Linked DNA regions of Mus musculus: region 2 is linked to region 1. Evidence: chromatin contacts called from public Hi-C data. All regions are on one chromosome and are shown on one strand. The core of a region is the stretch at or near the end of the contact, and the rest is flanking DNA. Distances in the headings are between cores, read along the strand shown. Region 1 holds the start of Cep290 (centrosomal protein 290). Region 2 overlaps Cep290 (centrosomal protein 290).

Region 1 (5,256 bases), core at 2,622-5,121:
GATGTGAGGTGAGAGGGAGGGACTTGGAGGAGAGGCAGGATGTAAAGTAAATAAATACCAATAAAAAATTTACAGTACTTTTAAGCTACAGAAGCGCAATTCAGTCAGAATAATGCTCAGTTCTGATGTTATCATTAAAACTCTGAACTTGATTTAACTTTGAGACCTGTCCTCTAACCTAGACATAGGATCACTAAAAATGAGATATCATCTGTCCTCCGTCATGGATAAGTAGTATCTCATGTTCTTATTATACACACAGACACACATGTTGCTTTGTTCTTATCACTGATGTCAAGGTAGAATAAAGAGACAAGAATAATAAGCTCTTATATTCAGCTCTCACTTGACTACTATATTCAGACGCTCATGGATGTTTGTGGGTTCTCTGGAGAACAAAACCCCATATCAAGGCAAGGAATGTTGTTCAGTGGTAGTGTTTGGTTAACATATAGTATGTTGCATGCATGTGAGTTTACGTGCACACTTGCATGCTGCGCATGTGTATGTATGAATTTGTTCCTGTACATTAAAGATCTTATTATATATGTAGCCCAGTCTATTTAACTTGAGACCTTTCTGAGCCTCATGTCTGGGATTATAGTCATGTACCATTATGTCTATCTTTCCGTCCCTTAAAGATTCCCCAAAACTGTATATCACAAGAGGGAGAATTAGTCCTCGTACAGATCGTGAGTGCAGTTCTGGCATTGTTGAAGGTTTCCCCCGTGTAGATCTGGAGAAAAGTGCCTACACAGTACTCTCTCCTCACTAGAAGATTCACTGTGGGTAAAGGCATGTTTATACATGTATGCAGTATAAGCCAACTTGTCTGTTTACAAAAAAATTATCTCAGCATATATGCACACAAAATCCAACTATCATCAAATGTCATCAAAGACCTATACTTCAAAATTATACTAAGTGCTTTTTTTTCTTTCTTTCTTTCTTTCTTTCTTTCTTTCTTTCTTTCTTTCTTTCTTTCTTTCTTTCTTTCTTTCTTTCTTTTTTTTTTTTTTTTTTTGGTTTTTCTAGACAGGGTTTCTCTGTATAGCCCTGGCTGTCCTGGAACTCAGTTTGTAGACCAGGCTGGCCTTGAACTCAGCAATCCGCCTGCCTCTGCCTCCCAAGTGCTGGGATTAAAGGCCTGCGCCACCACCGCCCGGCTTACTAAGTGCTTCTTGGGTTAACAATCTAATGATACACTTTCGGAAAGACAAAGCTATTGGACAAAGCTATGACTCAGGGGGATCTTTAATTAAGGGAAGTCTATCCTGTGCTGCTTCCTGGGAAAACAAGTCATTTAGACCTTCTCTATAACTTCCTCTATTTAATATTACCTTTAGTGTACAGACCGTTTGAATGGGACGTCTGCATTCAGGCTGAATCAGACTTCTCCGTCCAGTCTCCTCATGCTAAAGAGAAACAAGTATCTGCTTGTTATGCATACATTCCTTTACCCGAACATGAAGGTCCTTTGAAAAATAAAATCTTGATAAACACCTTTACTCTATACCTCAGTTAATACACTTCTTATGGTCATGCAACATTTTAAACATTAGAGCAGTATGATTCTCAGGAAATCAGCAAAGGACAGGTAATGAATTTAAGTCCATTGGTACAGAGAACAGAGGTAACAATTACAAGAGGCAGGGCTTTGTCACAAAGTGATTTGGGTTAGATAAAGCTCTTCATACAAGCCCAGGCTAGATAGAACACAGGTCCAGGCAAGTGCTCCAGCAACAAGGCTATTGATAGAACTGTCACATACAAACCAGCTCTTGGAAAAATTTGAAAAATGGAGAAATTCTGAAGAAAAATTATCTTAGCCATTTGAAAATTATATAGCAACCTGCAGAACCAGAACTTCAGTTAAATGCCCTGACTCACAGGTAAGTGCAATATAAAAACCTGGATCATAATATAATTTGTTTCCTGCAGTATTCTTATACCAAGAAAAGCGTATTAGCTCAAAAATACCGTTAAGTTACAGAATGGAATTTAATAAAGAATATACTTAAGTTGTTACTTTCACTGAGATATACAATCCTAGCTTCATCAGTTACTAATAAATGACTTTGAACTTCTCCCTTCTGAAGAGAATACAATTTATTACTTGAAGATATTACGAACATGAAGAGAAACAGGGGTGGAGAGACCAATAAAATGACACAAAAATAGTAAATGAGTAATAGAAAATATGTATTAAAATCATACAAAAAAATCAAGGTATTGTGATTAAAAACAGCAAATTCTTAAGGTAGTATACTAGTGAACATATTACATGTGTTTAATAAATACTAGTCTCATTTCTTAGTACTACTGACAAAATGAACAGGAAAAATAATTCAAACTCTTGAGTAAATGAAGCCATAAAATTAAATGTGCAAAACACAAGTAAAGCTTAGTATTAACGTTTAAAAGAGAAACTGGGAAGTGCAACTATATCACGCATTTCACAAACATTAGCTTGTAGAATGAATGATTGTGTTCATCACATTAAATAAGAAAACAGCGTTTAACCTCTCCGAGCTTCAATCTCTTAGATGGACAATGCGGATAATACTGCTGTATCTCCACAAAGAATAATTCCAAAACTAAACAGTATTTAGAAATAAAGCAAACACTGCAATCAGGCCTACAAATCTGAAGAACGTCTTTAAAATTTGTTTCAAATACCATTTTTTTGTGCTATTTGTTTTTCTCAACCGCAGAAATCTTTTCAAAAGAAAAATGTAACTGTCTACATTTTTCTTTTAATTACTTAATATCTATTATGTATGATATGTATAAGTACCTTATATATCTATCCACGTATACATACATACATACATTCATACATATATACGAGACGCACTCTTTCAAATAGATGCTTACAGCTCCTAAAGTTACCTGCTGGTGTAGAATAGCTGTGCATTTGGCAACAGTTCCCTGAGTAAGAAGATTAACATCTGAGAAGGAGAAGGCACTTTCCCCCAAGAACTCCCTTGGTACCCAGCAAATGACAGCAAAATGCCATCGCTTGGCATGGCCCTCCTCCCTCCCTCCAGCCCGGCTTAAGAGCCTTGGGCGCACTAAGGCTCCTCTTTCCTTGGCCTTCACTCCACTCTTATTAACCTAATAAGCACTACAATCCGCAAGCTGCTGCAGGAGGCTGCCCCATCTTGACGCTCCTTCTTCACTCAACCAGAGCGTGAACTCAGGGGGTGCGGTGGGGGTGGGGGCGCTCCACTTTCCCAGACACCAAGGAGGCTGGAAACTTTTATTGACTCCCCTCTTAGGGAAGCCACTAACTGGGAGCCCCTCGCACCTACCTGAGTAGCCGGAGGACTCTTTCCCAAACCTCTGCAAGATCCGCCAGCCCTTCGGCAGCCCCAAGCTAGCGCTTCCCTAAAAACGCAAAGGTTCCCTGAGCTACTCCTGGCTGTGGGTTGACACGCCCCGACCTCACCTGAGGGCGGCTCCGCCAGGAGACGGTTCAGGAAAGCTTCTGGGATGGTGGACCGGAGAAGGACTCCGCAGAAAACACAGTCATAGCCTGCCACGCTCGGACTCCGGGGCGGCCGCACCTTAGCAGCCGCTCCTCCCGCCTCCCGAGCCTTCCCCCAGCTCTTCCAGGGCGGCCGCAGACTCCCGCATTGCACGCCGGGAACGCGCCGCTCTTCCCAAAAACTTCCAATCCCAGGATGCACAGCCGCGACGCCGAACTGCACTCTGGGACGTAGAGTCCTCATCTCACGGCTCTCCCTCATCCACAGTAAGGAGGGCTTGGAGGGGAAATAGAGCCGTAAAGCTTTTTCCAGGGTCGTGAAATGTAGTCTTCCCAGGTATCCCGGGGCCTAGTTCCGGTCTTGGCAGGCTGGGGGGCGGGGAGTGGTGTCGCCTAGCAGCCGGCGCCGCTTCGGCTCGGTCGGGAAGAGTTGGCGGGAGCAGCCTGAGTGCGCGAGGACCGCTCTGGGAAGCGTGAGGCCGGGGCGGTGGCCGAACCCGGAGGTGGTCGCTGTAGATGAGTGACTGCTGCTGGTGGCAGGTCTTGGTTTCGGTGGGTGGATCCTCGTGAGCCGGAGCCGCTTAGTGTCGTTCACAGGATCGTAATCCCGAGGGACAGGGTGCAGCCCTACCTATCCAGACCTCTGTCGCTCTTGTCTGCAGTGTCGTCTCGGCCTCCCTGATTGAGCTTGATTCCGCAAACACTTCATTTAGCTCAGTCTTTTTATCTACTTTAAAAATCCTCTGGTCCCCTTTCCTCAGAAGGTTTTCAAAAACTTCCAAACATCTTGGGAGTTGGTACCATCATTGATGGTAGGGGACTTGGAAAAGGGGCCTCGGGGTTTTAGCTCCGAATTCGTCTTAGCAAGAAAATAATAATTTAGCGTGTACATTATCGTATAGCCTGTGTCAGGGGAACTAATTTTCGTCGAGGCTGTTTGCCTCTGCATCTGTTTTGCAGTTCAGGAGCCATAGCTCTTAGCCAGCACCTAGAGAGTTAAGTAAGACCGCTCATGATCATGTAAACACTGCAAGGCCATTTTCCTTGAAAATGCTAAAATCCACCTGCTTCTTTGTAGAGGCTGAGAGACAGTGAAAGAATTCAAGATGCCACCTAATATAAAGTGGAAAGAATTAATCAAAGTTGATCCAGATGACCTGCCACGGCAAGAAGAGTTAGCAGATAAATTATTGATATCTTTATCCAAGGTACTTAATAAATGATTTGTACACAGAGCCTGATGTACAATGTCATGAATTGAAATTGCTTCTTGAAATCATTGAATGCTATAACTGGAAGAGTGCTTGTATTTAATGTGCAGGGTATGAAATAGTCCATTTTTTGTGTGTTTGTTTCCTTAGGTGGAAGTAAATGAACTAAAAAATGAAGACCAAGAAAACATGATACATCTATTCAGAATTACCCAGTCTCTAATGAAGGTTTGTAGGAAAGAGTGTGTAGGAAAAGAAATATTTTTTAGGAGAAACATAAAGAGTCATAAAGAATCATATGGTCAAATAAAATACAAAATCTCTCCCCTATAAGCTATACATGAAATGATAAGAGGATTCTAGATTCTTCATAAATAAATACTGAGAAAGAATATGTATTCTTTACATTAAGGTAAAAGCATATAGAAAAATATTTGGGGCCAGTAATTTGGGATATACTGTTCAAGAGTTTGAGAGTATATTTTGGTTATCAGCATTTTAGAAGGGAATAAAGGTTTTTAAATCATACTTGGTAAAGAAATGTACTTATGAAGG
Region 2 (5,260 bases), core at 582-3,081, 37 kb after region 1:
TTTCTTTTTAAAAAGTGACTAAGGCTTTGCCAGAAAAAAATATGCAAAGTTAACTTGGTATATCCTTTTTTTTTTTTTTTTTTTTTATTTTTCAGGAAATGGCCATCTTCAAGATTGCAGCTCTTCAGAAGGTTATAGATAATAGTGTTTCTTTGTCTGAATTAGAACTAGCCAATAAACAGTACAATGAGCTGACTACTAAGTACAGGGACATCTTGCAGAAAGATAATATGCTTGTTCAAAGAACAAGTAACTTAGAACACCTGGAGGTGAGTGTCTATGACCTTTAAACCTTGTTATTCCAGTCATTTACTTTAGGGCATCCTGGGGTCTGTAAGAATTTTGCTGATTTCAAATGATTAAAATTGGTTCTTATTTATCTAATAATGCTGGAGGTATGATAATAGTTATAATCTATCTAATTGTGGTTTGTCCTGGATATCAATGCATATACCAACATGTGACATACTATGTATTTATAATTGCAAATGACTTGATGGTGACTTTATCTAGGTCATCCTCTTATGGCTCTTGTATGATTTAGCTAAGCCAAACTTCTTTCACAGCACAGCTAGGATATGGTAATTAAAGAGGGAAATGCTATTCTGTATCCATTTCTTTCTTTTCTGACCCTTTCAGAGTCCCTAGATTCTATTTCTTTTTTTTTTTTTTTAAGATTTATTCATATTTATTCATTTATTTTATGTAGCTGTCTTCAGACACACCAGAAGAGGGCATCAGATCCCATTACAGATGGTTGTGAGCCAACATGTGGGTGCTGGGAATTGAACTCAGGACCTTTGGAAGAACAGTCAGTGCTCTTAACCGCTGAGCCATCTCTCCCGCCCCTAGATTCTATTTCTTATGATGGATTTATTTGACTGTGGATGCATTATTAGTGGCATTGCCTAGATATTGGATGAGCTTTCCAGTTTTCCATCCTTTCATGTTATAGAAATACTAAAAATCAGGGCGGGGATGAAGGAGATGTATATAAAAATATTTACCTGACAAGTCATTTGGATCTTGGAATGCATATGTCTTTGTTTCTTTTTTTTGTTTGTTTCCATACTAAATCACTTCATAACAACTTAAAAAAGGATCTCACAGATCATGATAGTGTGTATCATGGTAGAATTCAACATATCAGAATCTCAAAGTGCTGGTCACGTTGTATACACATTCAAGACGCAGACCAATTAATATTTTCTATTGCTCAGCTTGCTTTCTCCATTTTATATAGTCATTTCCACTAATAAGGACATGAATCCTGTCCCCACAGTCAAGATGGGTTTTCCTATATTAATTAATGGAGCCAATTATTATGGACCCATAATACTGTTGGTCCTATAGCAAGAAGGGAGTCGGCGAAAGGAAAACTGCCTTGCCTAGAAGCCTGTGGTCAGCTAGTCTGCAATATGTAGCAGAGGATGAAACGATAAAAATACTGCTTATTTCAAAATGAATACTAAGAACAGACTTCCAAAAGTTGTTCTTAGACCTCTGCATATATGTTAAGTCACAGGTGTGCCTACCCTCAAACACATGTCTCACGCAGCTTAGACATTCTGTCATGACTCTTAACCTTTGTATCCTTGGTGTTCCGTGTGGATGTGGATGTGTGTTTGTATGCATGTGGCACATTGCCTTGTGCAGATGAATATGCACATATGTGCATGTGAAGACCTGCAGTTGGTGTTGGATATCTTCCTCGATTACTCCTCACTTTTTATTAGTGAATAAAATACCTATTTTATTCTTGCTGTGGCTTCTGGGTGTCAGAACTCGGTCAGCATGCTACAGATAGCTTATCTTTGTTCTGCAGTGTCTGTTAGGTTAGGAAGAATCGAAGGACTCAGAATGACAGTTAGGTCAGTGGAAACTGATCAGAATGTAGTGTATGAAAAATAATTTTCAGTAAAATATTCCATTGAAAAATGATAATGGGAGTGGCAGGGGTACTGGGGTCAATGTGAAAATGCTCACTCACATACATGGCCCCCAGCCAGGGCTCAGAGAAGGGTTCATTTTCAGGTGGGCTTGTCTCCTAGAGTATGTGCCTGTGAGTGGAGCTCACAGTCTGGTACTCTTAGTGTACTTCAATGTCTCAAGCTATTGTCTAAATAGGAAGATAGAAATTCTGTTGCTTTCTATAACTTTGGAAGAGGGACATCTCATTCTTTACTATTGTCTGTTGCTCAACAAGGCTTCCAAAATTTACTTAAAGACGACATAGTTCAGTGCCCATCCCTCAGTATTAGAGATTTTAAGAGATTTGTGACCCCTTTAAGATTGTAAGTTTTTTTTTTTTTTAAATAGTCAATTAATTTATTTCTGGCCTGCTTGACAGCTACTTCAAACCTCAGTATTTCAAGGCTATTCTCTCTACTACAGAAGCCCATCACCAGTTATAGAAACTGTTAGAGACTAGTGTGGATACATACACCTTCAATCCCATCTCTTGAGAGTTAGGAACAATTAGATCATGAGTCCATTGCTAGCCTAGACTGTATACGAATGAGGCCACTGTCAGTTAGACTGCCTCAAACAACCAAACAAAAGTATGAGTGAGCATCACAAGAAGTGGGAATCTGTTAGTGTTTTCTTTGACTTTTATACTTTCTTCAATTTATTTATAATTTTAACATTATAATCACATCTTTTATGGCCTATCTTTAATGGTATTGTCTATACCTTGTTCATTGCAGTGGTTTCTCATACTGCTATCTCCAGACTTAAATCTCCTTTAATTTACTGCCACTAAATGATTGTCATAAACACTATCATCATGTCACTCACTTCATATTTAGGCTTCAATTGAATGGCAAAAGATCACATTATTTCTCTATTTACCTTAGGTTATTTCTTGGTCTTAGAAATTTCACAAACTGTCTTAGACACTGAGCTCCTACTTGCCTGCATCGTGGTTTTTTTCTTACATGCATTTTGTACATCTGTTTTGTAACCAGGTTTTCTCTCTTTTCGTTATCTTAGTAATTTTTATTTGTAGTTCAAAGCTGTTTTACTGCTGTTTCCCCCTCCCGCCATCCCCCTCGCCTGTACTGAAAGCAATTTTGTTTTCTTCTTTATGGTTGCTACCTATAGCAATACAAAATTCTACTATTTATGTTACATCATGACTATGTATTTACATGTCTGCCTCCTTTAGTGAAATGTAAACCTCTTATGAGGAAATGTTTAAGGCATTTCCATGTGAGTTTAAAACCATGGAATTACTGCTAATTTATTCTGAAAGGAGTTTTGAGGGATAGAATTGAGAGAGAATATGAATATAGGGCCATGGTTATAGTGATCAGGAAAATGTTGATACCGTTTAAGAGTAAAGTGTCATGAGAATGTAGACTATAAAAATCAGATTTCAAAATATAAAGAAATAGTAGAAGAAAAGAATAAGAAACACTGGACAGATAATGTGGAAGGCAGATGGGAAACTGGAAAATGTGATAGGTGAGGAGAAACAGATATAAATTGTGATAAAATGAACAAAAGGATTTGTTTTTATCTTTTTATTATTTAAGCACTAAGATACTATTGAAATTGGGGAAAATTAAAGGGTAGTAAAGAGAGACAGAAAAGAAAATGGCTCTGACATCTGGCATAAGGACTAAAGACCTAGGGTACAGGGAGGATAGGATATGAGCAATACCATGTGAAGTGAAGGTAAAAAGGGAAATTGAGTAGTATGGTATTTATTTTTATTTTAAAAAAAATCACAATGTCTTTTCATCATAGTTTTGCTTCCCACCTCCAATCACATCTTACTCACTTTTCTCCCCACTCGACTTTATGTTCTTTTGCTTTCTTTAAAAAAACAAAACCAAACCAAACAGGAAAAATAACAACCTTCCATCCAAAAGGAAGAAGAAAATCAATAGTCAAACAAAACAGCAAAGGACTGAAAATTAGTGAGACAGAAAGGACACACACACACACACACACCCCAAAATGAAAAAAAAAAAAAACCCTCAATATATTTAAAAGACCCTCAGGCCTCTGTTTCTGTTTATTTTATATTCATTGTATATAAAACTTGGCGTAATTTTATTCCTTAACAAAACAATCATATTTTATTTATTTTTATCTTGTATATTTCATTATATATAAATATATATAAATTTCTGCATGCTTACCCGGATCAGAAATTGCCTCCTAGGTAGTGGTTGAACTCACAATGGATGGTGTAATCCATATTAATAGTTAGTTAAAACAATCCCCCATACAGGTGCACACAGGCCAACCTACTATTGGTAATACTTCATTGAGACTCACATTCCCTAAATTCCAAAATCTGAAGTGCTAGGCTCTTAATATTGCTTGTTGTTGAAGAGGTCTTCTAATACACAGCCTTTCCCTAATTGATCCTTGTTTTCCTTATCTGTTCTTTCCAGCTCTTGTCTTGCTTTAGAGCAGAGGTTCTCAACCTTCTCTGTGGTGATCCCCAACTATAAAGTTATTTCCATTGCTACTTCATAACTGGAATATTGCTAGTGTTATGAATTATTATGTAAATATCTGCTTTCTGGTGGTTGTTATGTGACCCCTGTGAAAGATTACTTCAGTCACCTTAGGAATCGCAACCCACAGGTTGAGAAACACTGCTTTAGAGCAGTTGAGTTTGCTGAACATTGTCTCTTTTCATGGTTCATTGATTGTCAAGATGGGTTTCTTCTCATACTTTTGGTGTTAGTATAAATTCTGCTCTTACATAGATATGCCTGCTTCCTCCCCTCTTGTTCTGAACCATGTATATTTGCTTCCTAGGTCTAGAAGCTTTTGATGCAGTTTTTAATTTACCTTCTTATTGTCCATCATTTGTTGTACCTTCCCCGAATTCCTATCACACACACACACACACACACACACACACACACACACACACACACACCACAAATGGAGAAGCCTGTGAACTATGGGCTTTTGGCTTATTTCTTTTTATTGTTAACATCTAGCACCTGCCTCAGATGATGTGCTAGGGATGTGCATCTAAGTGCTTGTGTGAATGAGGCATGAGGCTCTAGTTCATGAAAGTTGGGAAAACCCTCACTCGTCCTTATTAGTTAAGATGGGTAGGTACATTCAGTGGTAAAAATGAATGCTTGGCGATCTAGAGACAGGTGTATTCTCTCTCTCTCTCTCTCTCTCTCTCTCTCTCTCTCTCTCTCTCTCCCTCTCTCTCTCTCTCTCTCATGTTTGTATGATGTGTGAGAAATTATAATTTGTAAAAATTTCTAGATCTAGC

Evidence for each region. A called contact is a pair of places that touch in the nucleus more often than the background predicts.
Region 2: a Hi-C map of erythroid progenitors shows a contact between it and region 1, with 1.9 times the contacts expected there. The contact joins the enhancer-like site here to the promoter of Cep290 in region 1. A contact is called at or near these places in 1 of 15 datasets of contacts at CTCF or cohesin (the G1E-ER4 cell line), 2 of 484 Hi-C or Micro-C datasets (erythroid progenitors and round spermatid), 2 of 115 datasets of contacts at active chromatin or transcription factors (the SCID.adh cell line and embryonic stem cells) and 2 of 9 other capture datasets (adipose tissue and liver).

The regions. Positions count from the first base shown.
Region 1 is chr10:100,483,711-100,488,966 of GRCm38.p6, forward strand. It overlaps Cep290 (centrosomal protein 290), which reads left to right and starts at 3,872. Exons shown (of 54, transcript NM_146009.3): 1 at 3,872-4,042; 2 at 4,569-4,698; 3 at 4,852-4,929. The coding sequence starts at 4,597. Tmtc3 (transmembrane and tetratricopeptide repeat containing 3) reads right to left here and starts at 3,637. Exons shown (of 14, transcript NM_001110013.1): 1 at 3,452-3,637.
Region 2 is chr10:100,523,135-100,528,394 of GRCm38.p6, forward strand. It overlaps Cep290 (centrosomal protein 290), which reads left to right. Exons shown (of 54, transcript NM_146009.3): 26 at 96-269. Among named protein-coding and RNA genes, the nearest start is that of Cep290, 38 kb to the left of the region's middle. Within about 2 kb of position 1,832, at least 7 of the 459 cell types and tissues checked have an H3K27ac peak or open chromatin away from gene starts, as enhancers often do. A contact at or near this core is called in the G1E-ER4 cell line and erythroid progenitors, where this site is marked.